Linked DNA regions of Mus musculus: region 1 is linked to region 2. Evidence: chromatin contacts called from public HiCAR-type data. All regions are on one chromosome and are shown on one strand. Each heading gives the region's core, a stretch centred on a gene start, on an enhancer-like site or on the middle of the called end of the contact. The rest is flanking DNA. Distances are from core to core; before and after follow the strand shown. Region 1 overlaps Gm4258 (a long non-coding RNA gene). Region 2 has its middle 33 kb from the start of Platr22.

Region 1 (6,301 bases), core at 1,042-3,541, 1.2 Mb after region 2:
GACATATCCACTTCTTTTTATCCATATGCACGTACACACGCGAGCACGTGTGCATGCCTGTGCACAAGCATGTGTGTGCACACACAAACACACTAATATTTAGGCCTATTTAATGTTTAGTGCAACTTCTCTGCTTTAACTCTATAGGTGCTGACGGGTTGGCTAAGATGGCAAGGTTTACAAGTCCAGGGTCATCTATGAGTCTGTGCATCCCAGAAGCCCTGCCATGCAGAGCATTGTTTAGCCTCGTCTTTCTGGAACTAAGGCCTGGTCTGATGTCTGCAGCTCCCTGGTACCGTGGAGCTGTGTCTGCTCTGATAGCATGGGTAGCATGCATTCTCACTTACACTGCATGGACCTAATAAATGAAACTGACCCTCACCTTGGTTAGCTTTCCTTCTTTTTCTCCCCATCTTACAGAAGTAAGGATGCACTTTTAGTTGGGCTGTGTCTTATGTTTAACCTTTGCAGGGCAATCGCCTTTCTCTTACAGGCCTTTGTTCCCCTTCAGAGAGGAAATGATTCACTCTAAAAATTCAATATAAATAAAGCAGCTAATTCTGCTTTTGAAACTTCAAACTTTGAGATCGAATTCAACATTTCTGAAAAAAAAAAAGAAAAAAAAAAAAAGAAAGAAAGAAAACAAAACCCCAAAACCCAGGGACACAATATATCACTTCAGTTTGCTGCTTTCAAGGTCAGCGCTGGGATCAGACAGTCCCCATTTTTTGATACAATTAGAAGATAAAGACCTGTCAGTTCTCAGAGAGCTTAGCCCAGAGCTCTGTGCAGAAGTGGGTCAATCGCCCTGCCCTGTTATCTGTCTAATTAATGATGCATTTAGTTTGAGACTCACAAATCTACTCATCGACTTCTCCAAACACCTTAAATGTACACAAATTCCCTTACTAGGTCTTACCATCTCCCATAGGATACAGTAGAAATGGGCCTAAACATATTAAAATAATATTTTTATAATACATTGTCTTCCTTCATAATTACTTGCCATTTTTCTACTAACTATGTCAGTTGTCTGAGATCCCTTGCAGACCTTAGACTATGGAAGAAATGGCTGCACTCTCCCTAGCACATGTCCTAGACAGTCAGGAATGGAAAATGAGTACTCATTTACTCCCAAGGATTATGGCAACACACATCTCCTAAGTCTTTCTGGCCTGAACCACTTGGATACCACAACATAATCCTTGGGAGTAAATGAACGAGGTGCGTTTGGGTCTTTCCTTGCTTTCGTTTATGTTACCGTTTGGATTCACTTGTACACAAGAATCTGTTTACCAGTTTCCTGTTATTAATTATGGGAAATGGACTTCCTTAAAATGTTAGGGACACTCTTATACCTCACGTTCAAACACTTCCGGCAAGATACTGACAATCCCCTTAAGTTCCACAAAGCCATATGCTCATTTGAAATACATTGTTTCTTCTCCTACCCCTCAACTTATCTCTCCCTGAAATGAAAAGACAGAGAGTAGCATGCCTCTACCCAGTTATGAGGACACCGAGGTGTGAATCCCGAATTCTAGTCACAAAACTGAGTTGCAAAATTCAAATAAAATAGTAAAGTGCTAAGGACCACAATGTATTCTAATGTAAATCTACAAACGGGGAAAATATTGATTTGCTGCTTGATGTATTATTACTAAGCTTTTCTTCTGCTCAATCCAAGTTAGTATATACTCTGTCTTGTCTCTGTTTCTCTCAGTCTCCCTGTGTCTCTGTCTTTGTCTCTCTCTTCTCCCTCCCCTCCCTCTCTTCCCTCTCCATTTTCTCTAAAGTATAAGCAAATGTATTTGCATACATTAAAATCATAAAGAACCCAAAACATCTGGAAATTTTAGAAGCAAAGCAAAATAGTCAGGGGAGAAACCCAGTTTTAAAATGCAGATGTTTAATTGTGCTGTCAGTTTTGTTACAAGGGCACAAGAGCAGAAATAACCAGAAGTCAATGGCAGAAAATTAAAATACTTTCAGGAGCGCTTGCCAAGGTAAAAGCAGTGAAATTGGTAACACAATATGGACACGGCCTTTCTAGACTGAGATCTGGAAATGTTACCATGTGCAATTTCATAAATTAGCTATTTCAAATGAAAATCCTTTTCATTAAAGGACACAATAAAAGTTTTTCATACTCTCTCTTCCCTTTGGTCATCAACATCAGGCAGTTATTTGGGGTTTGTCTTTCATCAATGACAAGCTCTTTCCCCCACCCTTCGGGCCCCGTTTCTAAGACTCTGATAGTGCTGAGTGGCCAGAAATTACAGATGCAGGACAGCTGACAAATGACTGCCAGGCCCCTCCCCCAGGGCCTTGGCAGTCACAGCTCCTGCCGGAACACGCCTGAGCACAGCGAGCCTTCCAGACAAAGACACAAAGATTCCATTTTCTCAAGGAAAAATAGATTTCATGTGTAAAACACTGGTGAGAAAAACTCAAAGCTGACACACATGTGCGGTCTCCACGAGGCGAGGCTGAATCGCTCCGAAGACTCAAATTTCACTTGATTGCATCAAAGCCTAACAAATATTATTTAACCGAAGAGTATTTCAGGCAGGCTGTAAAAGGGGGAAAAAAAAAAAAGAAAAAAGACAGGCAACGGTAAGATATTTTATTTGTTGAAGCGCGTGATTAAGAAGGCAAAAGAATCCCGAGCTTAGTAGAGATGTTGATCCTAGAGTAAGAATTCATACTTGCTCACATCTTGGAGTCTACAAAGTAAGAAGAATTCTTTTTTTAAAAAATTAAAACCTTATTCAATCAAAGGGTTTAGCAAGATAGTATTAAATTCCTACGAGTATGTTTCTAGTGAAAAGAACCTCCTCACAGCAGCCCCCAGGATATCATTACTGGAGAGGCAGCGAGTACTTTATTACACATGAAACCTTGGCGACTGTCTCAGCCTTCCCAAGCATGCAGGTTTCATCTCGTGGGCCCAGAGCCCTGGCTTCCACAGCGAAGGCCATCTGCTTGGCCTCCCCGTCATGCCAGGCAATGTGTAGGTGCAAAGGCCAGGGCTGGGAGACAAAGAAAGGCTGTCTACTGAGAAAGAGTGTGCTTTTCTTCCTGTCTGCCTGGACACCCATCCCCACTACTCAGATGAGTTCAGTGTTTGCAGAAAACTTAGTTTAATATACTTGAGAAAGTGAGCCCTTAACAGGTTAAAATATAATTAATCGTAGCTGTCAGGGGTAATAGACCAAGAAATTGCACTGGGAATCTTTTTTTTTAAATTATATAACAAATTTAAAAACAAATAAACACAGTTTGTACTTTCCTGTACCTTTTACAAGATCCTGCAATTCTTAAATTTCTTTAGCTTCTGGAAATGTCAGGGTAAGAAAGAAAGAGGGAAAGAGGGAGGGGAGGGGGAGGGGAGGGAGGCTGAGAGGCATTACAAAACACTTGAGAATTCAAAAAGAAGTATCATGAAGGATAATGAGGCTATTAGGTAATCGCATAACTATTTTATCTAAACTCTATTCACACACACACACATTTTAGGGCTAGCTATTATGATCAACAGGGAAGGACATTAGCATCTTAAAGATATTGCTAATATTAGTCATCAAAATTCATACTTCATATTTGGTGTTAAAGTGACCCCCACCTAAAGGGGACTGAAAACATCAGTACACTTGTGGAAAACAAACACCAGCTTGGCTGGAAGCATAACTTTTATTCTCAATTAAACCACGTCGCAATCTGCCTTTGATGTCATCTCAGTCCTCCTGCCTAGAACATGAAGAATTCTACAAGTTGCAGCTCACCTTTGGAGATCAATATCTGGAGGAAACCTCCCTCTCTAAATGCAGATGTATGTGCTGAGGGGAAAGGATGTGAGATATTTATTGCCTTACAAACTTTAGCGCACACTATGCTAAGAGGGTCTATGTCTCTTGCTTGTTCACTGGCATAAAGCAGTCCAGGGCTCTGCACTGGGGCTACTGCAGTAGCTATGGGTGTGTGTTCTTCTCATAATATCTCAACATTCTGTATCTTGAAGTGCAAGACTCGGCTTTAAAATTTTTTAAAGTATACACACCATGCTTACTCAGCCCTGTTGATTTTCTCTATCCGACCTTGACCACTGCTCTACTAACTGTAATGGAATCCTTAGTGACACAGGCTGAAGGAGACTGGCATGATGGGAAACTTTCAACTAGAAAACAGGCCTCTTCAGCTTCTCCCCACGCCAGGGGAGCCTCTGCCAGGAGGACAAGTCAAGTGGTTTATACCCTGAGTCATACTGCTTGCCAACAGGGTCATTCTCTCTCTTGAGCTGGATCCTCAGAGACCTCCCAGAGCTCAGATCCAAAAGACACTGAAAGCAGACTATCCAGGAAAAGGACAGGCTATGAGGTTTAAAAAAGATAGCGTTGAAGAAAAACAGCCATAGCCACAGTCTTTGGGAATAAAAATAAGAGAAATACATTTAAAGAAAAAATACACAATAATCAACCTAAGAAAAATCAATAATCAGCAACAAGAAACAATGTTTTGGGGGGAGTGAGGCATTATTTATTTCTTTTTCCTTTTTTTTTCCTAGTTTGCTAGACTTCTCTAATTCAATATTGATAGGAAACACTTTTACATTCAAATCACATTACTGAATCACAATATTTCTTCCCTGAGAACTCAACATTTCAACAATGATCACAGGCTGTGAGAACTGTATAAAATAGCACGATGCCACTAGTAAGGTTGACTCTTCAAAGAAATGAGATAATAAAACGCTAAACTATATATTTAAGATATTTTAGAGTACAAGTAAATTTCATTGATAATTGAAGCATTTAAAAATATTTTAGATGCTTTTTTGGATGGAAATACACAAGGTTAGTTTTCTGTGGAAAAGGAATATTCATAGTTAAATCATAGTCTGGAGGTAGCTAAAATTATTAGCTTACCTTTAACAAGGACTCTTGTAATTGAAAAGGTGTGTTTATGAAAGTTGGCAACTTCTGGGCTGCTAAAATTAATCATAAGCTAGCAAAGTGTAGGAGGGTCCAAGTGAGCAGTCCTTATGGGCTGTTGGAGAGGAAGCCATCCCTGTGAAAGGTAAGAAAGAGCTTTGGATAGTTTGCCTGAGTTCAAGAGAGGGTCTTTTTGTTGTTTTGCATAGGCTCTGGAGTCAAGGAAAAAAAAAATCCCATGAAGGAGAATGAAGGCAGCTCCATCTACATGTTCAATGGCAATCCAGTAGGAACCACAGCTACGTACGTGCATGTCCCTGAGGAACTTAAAGAGGTTGGTTCGCTATACCCTAAAATTAGGGTGTGATTAAGGTTCACCATTTCTTTGAGATCCCTGGAAACACTTTGTTCTCTGCCTGTCAGACTTTCCTCTCTGCCCAGTGTCTCCATGTACACACACTCCAGCATTTCTCTCTCTCTCTCTCTCTCTCTCTCTCTCTCTCTCTCTCTCTCTCTCTCTCTCTCTCTCTCCTCTCTCTCTTTCCTCTTTCTCTCCTCCTTCTCTCTCCTCTCTTTCTCCTCCCTCTCTCTCCTCTCTCTTTCTCCTTTCTCCTCTCTTCTCTCTCTCACCCCCTTTCTCTTTTTATTACCTACATTTTTCCTCCTCCCCTTTCTTGATCTCCTTAGCAGATGTCTTTTATAATTTATGTTGTTTACTATCCTTTCATTAAAGCTAAGCTGCTTCTTAGGCAGCCAGAACACCTAAGTACACACTAGAGGAGAGTGATACACAGGTGCCACTCCACAGTCTCATCAGGGCACTTCTAATAAGCATCTTGGTACCACCGAATGCAAAGCTGCATTCAAATAACAGCTTTCATCTTCAGTCTTTGTAAATATAAAAGTAACCCTTGAAGCCCTTTGAAGGACCCAACCAAACATCATACACAAGAAAATAGATCAGCAAGGCTTTGAATGACGTGTTTGTGTAAAATCTGTAAGGCATCTCACTGTCTCTATCAAGCAAGACATCTAGGTAAATGGTGGCGTTTAATACGACACATGGCAATCTCAGTTATGAGGGTCACGATTATGTGTTCTCTGTGCTGTTTTGTGTTCCCACCAGGGTGTTTTTCTTTTCTTTCTTTTTTCCTCCCATCAAAAATTCAAGACTCTTTACAATTCTCTGTGTATAAAATGTACACACAACGCTACAGTAGTTTTTGCTATGTGTTGTTTGTTTGTTTTTAGTATAACCACCCTGACACTCTGAGTCAACCCCCCCCCACACACACACACAAACAAAAAACAAAACACCAACAACAAAGAAACTGTGTTAAATGGGCAGACAGATTGGAACTTGAGGGCTA
Region 2 (5,630 bases), core at 936-3,435:
GTGTATTTCCTCATATGGCCAACAGGTGGCAGCATAGACATCAACCGTCATCTCCCAGCCCCCATGCCCCCCATCTTCTGGACCTCAAATAAATTTGAGGAGTGAAATGTAATTTTTAGATCCCATTAGCAACCTAGCTTTGGCTTGCATAGATTGTGGACAAAGTATCTTATCAAACTGCCCTCAAAATCTCTGTGGAAGAATAAAGAGAGATTAAATAGCAGTCACAAATATGGAGCGACAGTATTTGATACGCTTTGTTAGTGAGAGAAAAAAAAAATACTCAGTTGCTTGAACCAAAGGTCCGCACAGACTGTAAAATCTTACAGACTCTCCCAAGCTGCGGTGAGTGCTTTACTCCCGAGCATCACAGTTTCAAACAGCATCTGTAATGAATGGCTTTAAGTACTTTTTCATTCACAAAAGCAAAACCATTTCTTGGAACCAACAGCGGAAAGACCTCTTTCACGTCTTCGGCTCCCCAGAGGGCTGTGTAGAACAGAAAAAAAGGGAAGCTGTCCTGCACTTGTGCCCCTGAGGGCTTTTAATTTTGATTATTAAGTATCACTTTCTGTATTACTTTTTATTTTTGTGAACTCTCGAGAACCCTGGAGGGGTTCCACCAATGGAGGGAGACATCCACCAATGTCTGTTATGAATTCTTTTATTTTTATTTTATGTGTTTTGTCTGCATGTATGTCTCTGTCAGGGTGTCAGATCTTGGAGTTATAGACAGTTGTGAGCTGCCATGTAGGTGCTGGGAATTAAACCCTGGGTCTTTAGACTCCTAACTGCTGAGCCATCTCTCCAGCTCCTATGAATTCATAACAATGTGTACATTAGCATTTTTTTTATCTTTAAGTTAGTTTAAATGTCAATATTTTAGGCAGAAGATTCTGGGTCCCTCCTTCCTCCAGGGTTTCTTTGTGTAGCCCTGGCTGTTTTGGAACTTGTTCTGTAGAGCAGGCTGATCTCAACTCTCACGCATCTGCCTGCCTCTGCCTCTCAGAGTGCTGGGATTAAAGGTATATGCCCCTACTGTCTAGCATTTCTGGGTCTTTTAAAAAAAGATTTATTTATTATTATAATCTAAGTATACTATAGCTGTCTTCCGGTGTACTAGGAGAGGGTGTCAGATCCCATTACAGTTGGTTGTGAACCACCATGTGGTTGATGGAACTTGAACTCAGGACCTTCAGAAGAGCAGTCAGTGCTCTTAACCGCCAAGCCATCTTTCTCCAGCCCCTGTTTCTGGGTCTTAATGTGGCTGATGACAATGATGTAGCTCAGGATTAACTTAATTGCTTACTGATATATGCCGTGTGCTACCTGTGATTCTTAGCTATGGAATTAAGCTTTCACTGAAGTCCAAAACAAGTCTGAGGTCAAGTGTCAATGGGACCAGGGCTTGGTGGGCTTGGTGAGGCCCATTGTGCCTATTGCTTCTTTTCCTTGAAAAGTTGCCATAAATTTCTGTTATTAGGGAGCATGGAACAAATAGATGGACCTTCAGTGTCGCCAGCTGTCCTGTAGGGAGAAGATGATAGATAGAGAGGGCCTGGTGACAGTTGACAAATATCAACAGAAGGGATGCAAATGTCTCGGGGAGAATAGAATTTGGAAACTGTTTGCCTGCCTGCTTGGGTTCATTTTTCACAGTCCAGTTCAAACTGTGAGGCTCCCTTGAAATGTAAAATAGCCTCGGGGCAGAACCCTGGAGCCAGGAATTTGCATCTGAGTTCAGCTTCTTTCAGATAATAATTACTGTTAGAAGGACCTCTGTGGGTCAATCCGCCACCAATCAATTAGTATTTATGGAAATGTGTTTTCTGTCTAGTCTTCCATTAAATGTTGTGAGCAACAGGAGACAAACTGAACCCTAATCCCCCTGTTGTATTCCTGTTGTCCTGCTGTGTGGGGCCTGGGTAGAGAGTGAGCGATGGGAGCCGGGTGGAGGCGGGAGTCAACACAATTGTTTAATGGTTATTTATTATATCAGTGCTGGGATTTGAACCTAGGGTCTCTGACTAGGCAAGTACTCTACCACTGAACTACATCTCCACAGTTCTCCCCCTGCCCCTTATATAAAATTTGAGACATCACTAAAATCTCCAGGCTAGCCTTGTACTTGGCAGTCCTCCTGTCAGCTTCCACCAGGCTTCCCTGGTTAGGTGTTTCAATGTGAGCCATTGTGGCTCAGGGACAAACTCTCTCTTAGACTTCTCTCCTCCCATTAGTCCCAGTGCCTGACACACCTGGAGTTGTTCCCGTTTATAAAATGTTTTTATAAAATGTTTTTATTGGATAACAGACCAGATGAGTTTCAGTTTGAAATTCCCTAAGCTGCTGTTTAGTTCTCAGGGGCGAGGTGTGTGTGTGTGTGTGTGTGTGTGTGTGTGTGTGTGTGTGTGTGTGTATTTTCCTGTTAACTGTGACCCAGAAGGCTGATGGGTCTGGACCAGGGTGGGTGGCCTTTTCTCCTGACCACTTCATCTGTCTATACCTTGGGGACTGTTTTAAAAGCTCCAGGTGTGGGGGAAAGGAGCGACGGACTCAACCAAAATGGAGTGCAGCACACTTTGATTTAATTTCTCCATAAAGGAAAAGGGCTCCTTTTCGGAACTTTTCTTATGCGAGATTCTGACATGTTGGCCCCATGTACTGTTACTTAGGGCAAAAAGGTAAAAACGAAACAAAAGCAACCCTCCCCCAACCTCAGCCACCCACGGATTTATAAAATTCACAAATAGCACTAAGGTTAGTGTATTTTCAGGTGTGGTACAGGTCTGTAATCTTAGCGGAGGCAGGTGAATTGTCTCTGAGCTTGAGGTCAGTCTGGGCTACACAGTCAATTCTAGAATAGCCTTGTCCATCAACTTCTTTGAAATTTTATTTATTCTGCATTTTGTTATTGTGGATTGTTTTAAAGATTTATATATTTATTTTATGTAGTATTTTATGTACTACGCCTTAGAAGAAGGCATCAGATCTCATTACAGATGGTTGTGAGTGTTCAGCAGTGGTGGCGCATGCCTTTAACCCCAGCACTTGAGAGGCAGAGGCAGACAGATTTCTGAGTTTGAGGCCAGCCTGGTCTACAGAGTGAGTTCCAGGACAGCCAGGGCTACACAGAGAAACCCTGTCTCGAAGGAAAAAAAAAAAAAAAGATGGTTGTGAGCCACCATGTGGTTGCTGGGAATTGAACTCAGGAAGAACAGTCAGTGCCCTTAACCGCTGAGCCATCTCACCAGCCCTGTGGATTGTTTTAAAAATTATGTAGGCTCTCATATAGCCCAGGCTGGGCTTGAGTTTATCTAGCAGCTGAAGATGGCCTTGAACTTCTGACCCTCCCATCTTCATCTCCCAAGCAGGGATTACAGACATGAACCACTGCTCTGGGTTTATGCAGAGCCTGGGATCCCCACCCCCACCCACCCCCTGGTCTCAGTGCCAGGCAGGCATGCCACCCATTGAGCCCCAGCCCATCCCTCAGAATGCTTCTTGACAAAACGCATATGACATTTGAAGCCCAGAAGGAGAATGTGCGAGGACTCTCAAATGCCCTGTAGGACTTAGGAAAAACTCAAGAAATGAATATGAATTCATTTATGCTGAAAATAACCACCACAAAGGAAGACAAACTGAACAGGAAACTGGAAAGGGGCTTGAAGGTGAGTTAAGGTATGATGTATCATTTTGGAATTGTAAAAAATGAATTTATTTATATGTTTCTATTGCTGTAGGGTCTCATGTAAGGGAGGCTGGCCTTGAACCTTGATCTTCCTGCCGCTGCCTCTCAAGAGTGACTGCCATCATACTTGATACATTTATTATTTTTGAATGTGCGTGTAATTTTACACCTATTTAGTTATTGAGAGAAATAATGTGTGTGTACATTTTCATGTGTGCGCTGAAAATAATCCTTCCAATTTTCACAAACACACACACACATACAAAGAGGCACAAGCACCATACAGCCAGTGTTGGCTCCTTGGAAATGAAAGTTCACCTGACTTGGCAGCAAGAGCCCTTAGTGCCTGTAATGTTCTCCATCCCACATTTATTTTATTTTATTTTTTTTATGTCACCCAAAAGTAACTAAGACCAAAAAAAAAAAAAAAAGGCAGCAGCAAGGTTTTAGGTAGTGAATGAACACATTGTTGGAAACAAGTTTTACAGAATTTTAACAGTGTGCTCAGGGCAACAGGTGTGAAATTATACAGGCACATCTCTGAGAATACATATTTTGGGCCCCACTTGAAATATGCGTCTTATTAAGATTCATGTTCTGCAATGTCTAAAACAGGCTGGATACAGCTCAGGCCCTTTATGTATAATTTAAGAATGGAAACCATAACAACAGTATGTGGGTAGGACGAATTTATTTTCTGAATGGACGAATTAGGTCATCGCCAGGCAGTTTTATCTGATGGGATTCCCTCCCTGTAGGTATCCAGGCAGGGAGCAACCACTCTGGCTGCCTTGGCAGAGAGGGTTGAGATGCTCAGCTGGATCGCCCGGGAAGGATGTGGTGAAAGTTGCCAGCGTTATTTTCAGAGGTGTTGCTGGCTGTACCGTTCCTCTGGTGTCTGCAAGACGGGTGGCAGCCTCTCTTTAGCATGCCCCACCTGTGGCCCCAGCTGTGGCAATGGGAAGCTAGTAAGCTTCCCTAAGATCAACAACAAAACCCACGAGCCTTGATTCTCAAAGAGCGGGTTAATTGCGTCAAGTACATGCGGTGTCACTTTGGGCTACAGAAGTGAGGTCTGACTTATCTAGGGCATCAGGCTAGACCCTAGGTGCTAGGGATGAGCATGGATCCTCTCAGCAAGATCACTTGAAACAGGGAGGGTTCACTTGGTGGGTTTCCAGAAGATAGGGGACCAAACTTAGACTCTTTGAGAGAGGGAGTGGGGGGCGCTGAGGAGGAACATGCAGGTTACCAGGACTGCCTTTTGGATGGGTAATAAAAGCCTTCCAGCGGCGTGCAAATGGGTTTGCAGATGAGATTCTTAAATGCAGGGTTGGGGTTCACTGAGGTTGGTTACCTGGGGCTGCCCCGCAAGGGGAGCCCACGAAATCCAACCTCACAGCCTTGCGAGGCAGCCCGGGATCTCTCCCACATCTCCGACTCGGTGGTCAGGCAAGGTCCTTCGAATACTGGGGCTCCGACTTCCGGTGCTTTAAGTCCTAAAGTTTAGGTTTTATAGGAGTAAAAAGCAAACCCACACACACATGGAGAGACCAATAGCTCCAGCCGCATATGCAGCTGACGCTGGCCTTATCTGGTATCAATGGGAGGAGAGGCCCTTGGTCCTGTGAAGGCTCCATGCCCCAGCCTAGGCAGGAGTGGATGGTTGGGTGAGCATCCTCATAAGCGGATAACATTTGAAATGTAAATAAATAAAATAACCAATTTAAAAAAAAAAAAAGAGCAAACCCACTGAAGGCTCCTCGGATCCCGCTCACCCGGGAAACGACGCTCTGGATTTTGATAAAACAATCCAAAATGTTAGAGTCACTAGAGCCTGGATGTAAAGAGGGGAGGGGGGAGAGCAGGGGATGGAGGGGAGGGGCGCAGGACTTCCGTCATTTGTTTAGCATGCTTTTTGCTTAAAAAGCAGCCCTGT

What was found. HiCAR-type assays count read pairs that join an accessible place to other places.
Region 1: a contact with region 2 is called in a HiCAR-type map of astrocytes, with 2.9 times the contacts expected there. The contact joins two enhancer-like sites. A contact is called at or near these places in 1 of 39 promoter capture datasets (cranial neural crest) and 2 of 115 datasets of contacts at active chromatin or transcription factors (astrocytes and large pre-B cells).

What each region holds. Positions count from the first base shown.
Region 1 is chr1:137,925,775-137,932,075 of GRCm38.p6, forward strand. It overlaps Gm4258 (a long non-coding RNA gene), which reads left to right. Exons shown (of 3, transcript XR_003948014.1): 2 at 1-6,301. Among named protein-coding and RNA genes, the nearest start is that of Gm4258, 30 kb to the left of the region's middle. Within about 2 kb of position 2,292, at least 141 of the 459 cell types and tissues checked have an H3K27ac peak or open chromatin away from gene starts, as enhancers often do. A contact at or near this core is called in astrocytes, where this site is marked.
Region 2 is chr1:136,726,311-136,731,940 of GRCm38.p6, forward strand. No RefSeq gene overlaps it. Among named protein-coding and RNA genes, the nearest start is that of Platr22, 33 kb to the left of the region's middle. Within about 2 kb of position 2,186, at least 12 of the 459 cell types and tissues checked have an H3K27ac peak or open chromatin away from gene starts, as enhancers often do. A contact at or near this core is called in astrocytes, where this site is marked.